2 separate regions of the Hordeum vulgare genome follow, and region 2 is linked to region 1. Evidence: chromatin contacts called from public Hi-C data. All regions are on one chromosome and are shown on one strand. Each heading gives the region's core, a stretch centred on a gene start, on an enhancer-like site or on the middle of the called end of the contact. The rest is flanking DNA. Distances are from core to core; before and after follow the strand shown. Region 1 holds the start of LOC123394922 (tubby-like F-box protein 14). Region 2 holds the start of LOC123395877 (calcineurin B-like protein 6).

Evidence for each region. A called contact is a pair of places that touch in the nucleus more often than the background predicts.
Region 2: a Hi-C map of seedling shows a contact between it and region 1, with 5 times the contacts expected there. The contact joins the promoter of LOC123395877 here to the promoter of LOC123394922 in region 1. A contact is called at or near these places in 4 of 6 Hi-C or Micro-C datasets (leaf, seedling and an unstated tissue) and 1 of 1 datasets of contacts at active chromatin or transcription factors (embryo).

What each region holds. Positions count from the first base shown.
Region 1 is chr5H:265,063,492-265,066,140 of MorexV3_pseudomolecules_assembly, forward strand. It overlaps LOC123394922 (tubby-like F-box protein 14), which reads right to left and starts at 1,339. Exons shown (of 5, transcript XM_045089808.1): 1 at 1,140-1,339.
Region 2 is chr5H:265,395,276-265,397,924 of MorexV3_pseudomolecules_assembly, forward strand. It overlaps LOC123395877 (calcineurin B-like protein 6), which reads left to right and starts at 1,305. Exons shown (of 9, transcript XM_045090908.1): 1 at 1,305-1,397; 2 at 2,637-2,649.

The sequences.
Region 1 (2,649 bases), core at 89-2,588:
GACTCAACTTTTTACTAACTTTAGTACAGAGTTAGTATAAAGTTGAGTCACTTAATTTGAGACGGAGGGGGTATTTATCAGTGAGATAAGAGTGAAGTCACTCCATTTCTATTTCCAATACAAATTCACAACCATGGTATGAATCAGGGAGGAGGGGGGAGGGGGGATAATGCCCACAATTCCAGATCTGCTGAACTCAAAACTTTGAAACAGTTACATTTCAGTTTCCCTGTCACGTCAGTTGCCTCCTACCGAATAGTGTAATACACAATAAATTCCTTTATGACTTCTAGCAATCTCTACGGAGAAAAAGAAGAACTCTCAACCATTATTTTCTATCAATATCCGTAAGTTCCTTACTTAAAATTCAGAATTATGAAGAAAACAACATTTCTTTATTTTATTAATTTAGGATCATTGAGAAGTTGTATTTCTTTGATCTGCTATAAGAAGACCTGAAACACACCTTTATTCCCCCAACTAGGTGATCTAGTTAACAACCTACTCACAATACTATCAACCTTACAGAACTTTTAAGCATATTAGTTGACTATAAACATCGAACATCAATTCCTAAATCACTACAGTGACTTAAAGATGCATTTTGAACTCACTGCCTTTCAAAACGCATTTCCAAACATTAGAACGCCAACTATCATATATTTCTAATTTTATCAGCCTGCAAATTGATGAAATTGTGATAAAATAAACTGGTTGGCAAGTCGCAACACATGACACGGGGTAACACTCACGAGCTAGACAAGCATGGAAACAGAACGAAACATGGAATTACACACGGGAAAATGAGCGAAGGATAAGAGAGAATTACATGTATATGCACACACAACGGTTACTGACTGCATTACCGAATCCCACGAAGGTGTACAACCACCAAAAATAAAAAATAGGCCACCTCCTTCCTCCTACCAAGATCCCACGAATTCAAGCCCAAAATACACCGCATTATCATCAAATCCACAAAATCAAGCCAGAAAGAAGCCCAAAACATCTCATTGAACCTAAGATTCCGTTGTTCCAGTCTCCAGCAGACTCAATCCCTTATCTAACAACGCGGAGACCCCTAGAATCACCCAACGCAGCCGTTGGAGAGAGAGGCACAAGATCCAGGAGGCACGCACCTTGAAACCGAAGCGAACCGCGCAGCCGATGCGGGGGTGGGGGGAGGGGGGCGCGGCTAGAGGAGGCCGCCGGGAGCGGATTGCAGGGGCACCATTTGGATCGGAGGAGGGGAATGGAAGGAATGGAGGGTAGGCGGAGGAGAAGGAAAGAACAAGTGGTGGTGCCTCGGCGAGTGTAGGGGCAGGGGAGTTCACGTGCCCGCGGAAAAGTAGCTATATTCACTATTTCAAGAATATATAAACCCATATACTTGAAAGCTCAGCTCGGCTATCTCGTTGTCTCGAACGCACATATTACAGGACAAGAGCCAGCGGTCATCGTTTTGCTATCTTTCTTACCAAAAATAAAATGATTCCATTTTCCCGATTCCCTTTTCCTTGTCTTCATTTAGTAAGGTGTCAAAAAAAACAAGGGTGTCGACGTCGGTGCTCGGAGGTCAAGGAGGAGCCCGATGTGTCGGTCGACCGCGCAAACAGAGGAGCAGCGCCATAACGTACTCGGCCTCTCTTCCTCACCTCGTCTTCCATCATATCTTCCTTCCCTCACGACCAAGCCATCTGTCATGACCGCAACCAATTGTGCCTCCGAGCCTGACCACCCGTCATGAAGGTTCCTTTATTTTTATCCTAATGCCATGGAGCAAGACAAGGTACCCCGCCTCTCTATCTTCCTCTGTTCGCTTGGATTTGGCAGCTCTCACCTTGGCTTCTCTTCCTATCCAGTACAGATGATAACAGAACCCTGCAACCATCCTTCTCGCCTGGGAACTCGGAAGGAGGAGATTCATCAGCAGCAGCCCAGGATTCGTCTCTCTATTTCCTCATCTCTGCTCAATGGTCACTACCTCAACTCACTGCTCAGGTTCGTGTGTTGCTGCTAGATCCTAAGTCTGAGTTTAGCTTGCTAGATGTGTGTGCTAGTTTCAGTTCCTCAAGTAGAAGAACAGGAGAGTGAGGAGACCATATTCATTCGTGTGTTGCTGCATTTTATACTAGTTTCTCAAGTAGATCAGGTTCTTGTGTTGATCAAGTGTCTCTGACATGGGCTAGGTGGACGGATGGATTCATACATATATCTAGCAGAACTAATATGAGTAATTATTGTCTTTGTGAATAAGTCGATTGATGCAAGGCGCTCATACTTTTCGCACATGCCAGCAAAAATAACACAAGCTAGGATGTATGAATGCGTTATTTTTACTACTTATAAGAAATAGAATAAATGTTTTTTCTTGGAGATTGTAGTGATTTTTACCACCAAGACTTATTTATTTTGCATTATAGTTGTTTCACTTTTTAGCATTAGTTGCCTAGAATTACTAAAGTTGTTTCAAATTTGCAATATGTAGTTGTTGTTTTTGGAAAAGTCTATCATGGAACTGGGGTTACGTGACTATTCTCATGCAAAATCAAGTATGACATGAATGCAATTAGTTTTCTATTTTACTACTTTTAAGAAATAGAATCAGTGTTTCTGCTTCGAGATTGTACTTATTTTTACCATCAAGAT
Region 2 (2,649 bases), core at 55-2,554, 330 kb after region 1:
TCCTAATGATGTGATCCCGTTATCAAGTGACAACACTTGTCTATGGCCAAAAACCTTGACCATCTTTGATCAACGAGCTAGTCCACTAGAGACTCACTAGGGACAGTGTTTTGTCTATGTATCCACATATGTATTTGAGTTTCGAATAAATACAATTCTAGCATGGATAATAAACGATTATCATGAACAAAGAAATATAATAATAACCAATTTATTATTGCCTGCAGGGCATATTTCCAATGGGATGGAACGCGGATGGTGCAGGATGGCGCAAGAGCTGATTTCTCCACTTCTTTCGTCGTCGGTTCCACGCTTGCCTCCTCATCTTCATCCCCGAAGCTCGGCTCAAAGCCGTACATGCACACAAGAGAAGGGTCAAGTAGATACCACCCTCGAAGGGGATAAAAAGACATGCGTAAGATAGAAGATTCACATTTATATGTTTGAAATAGATGTTGCACGTGTCTCCTAATAGAGGTGCTCTTAACATGCTGATGTTCATAAGGTGCTTCACATTACCTTGTATATATATATGCTAAAAAAGAATTTTAAAAAAATGGACATCATTATAGTACGAGAAAAGCAAACAATAGATCAAAAGGAGTCCCACTATCTACATTATTGGTTACCACATAGTACACATCTCCAAGGACCCGCCCCATCAATAAAATCCATGTCCATGATAACATCATATCCTCAACGAAATATACGAGCAAGGGACATATCAGATCCCGACGACATCCTTCCAAGGTTCAAAACACCCTAACTCACCTCTCCTAGCACCGCCTCGTTTGTCTCACCGTCGCTTCCATACCCACACTTTGCAAGAGGGATGGTTCAGTGAGGTGACACGCTAACTCATCTCTAACACTGCGTTTGGATTATGAATCAATCTGTGGTTGGATGGTTATAAAGGGAATGTGGTATCCCGAGTCCACGAAGGGGCAAGTCCTCGTGCTTGCATTTATTCCTAGATTTATTTTAGAATTTCCAGTGATGCACATTCAGTGGGATATGTTCCGTCGATGACGGGTTATCTATGTTGACTTCATAAATTTCTAGATGATATGTCGGTTCAGTCTTTTGAAGGTGCTCATAATAATAGAGTATGCATATGTACGTTCATACGTATAAGTGTATGCGCGTGTATATAAACGTTTGACTATGTACCGTGTTAAAAAATAACACTGCGTTTGGATTCTGTATTTGGATGTCTACTGTATTGAGGCTGTGTTTTGGATTTGGTATTTCAAAAATATAGTAAAATTTATAGTATTTGGGATGTAAATGTAAACGGACTGAAATAGAACCGATACACCCGCTGGATCTTTCGCATGGAAAGTGCCCTCCCACGAAGCCACGATACGGAGCCATACCCCTCCGATTTCGGCGCCGTGGTAAGTCCCCTCGCCGGCCGTCCTCCTCCGTACTCCGGCATAACCGTCCGCCCCGCCGGTCCTCCTCCTCCTCCTCCCTCTGTGGTAGCTCCCCTAGCCGCCCCCCTCCTCCTTCCCGCTGGTCCTTCTCCTCTGCCCGTGGTCGCCATGGCCTTGCCCGAGCCGTCCACCGCCGCTCCTGCTCCTCTTCCCGTGCTCCGGCGTCCCTTTTTTGCTCCGGCTTCCCTCCCGTGCTCCCATGCCCCTCCTCCCCTGCCTGCGAGGTCCCCATCTCCCCTGCTCCATAGCCACCAGATCCAGTCGCTCCTTTTTCTTCCCCTGCCTATACTCCTCTTTCTTGTTCATGTACTCAAGTCTCATTCCCTGCCCCCCTTTCTCTTCCCAGCAAGCAATTTCTTAGCTTTGTAAGAGTCCTTGTAATTATTTTGGAAAGTTTGCTAACCCTAATTTTTTGGGGAAGTTTGCCTTGAATTTATGCAAATAATGTTTTCCTGTCTGGCTGGTTGAACTTGAACCTATATGTAATATTTTGTTTTGCTACATTTGGAACTATGCCATGTTGAACTTGAACTTATCTGAACTATTGTGTTAAATTTGGAACTATGTCTTGTTATTGTTGAGAATTTGGAACACCTATTTAAACTATGTGTTCTAATTTTTTGGTGCAAGTGATTTTTGTTGTTGTTGTCGTGTCAATATTATATGATGCCGTTGTGGATTTTTAGAATATTTGATCATATTTTATGCTATATAATCATCCAATTGCAGTCACACATTTTACAAATTTTGTTTTGATGGATATACTAATATTGCTATGCAATTTCATACTTTGGCATTCAAACATGATTCCATATTGAAACCTCAGTAAGGTTCAAACGACCGAACTCGTATTCCTGTCCATTATAGTTTCCTGACTGAATTGGAATCAAAACCAATTCAATACAGAGGCCTCCAGTATAGACATCCAAACAGAGCATAAGCTTCAGTTTAGTATCCCGCTCAATTCATCAATCTCGGTGTCCTCGGCCGTCGCCGTGCTTCTCGTTGCGTCGCAGCGCGCAGATCCCGATCTGTGGTGAGGGGTAAGCGTGTCGGAGGAGAGCATGATTGAGGAGGAATGCGCGCGGAATCCATGGGATTTCTATATCTGGTTGATTTCGTGTTTGGAATACACGCGTGTTGGGATTTTGGTTGGCAATCATGCATGATTGATCTGCATCTCCTTGTTAATTGTCGCAGGTGTGTGTGACCT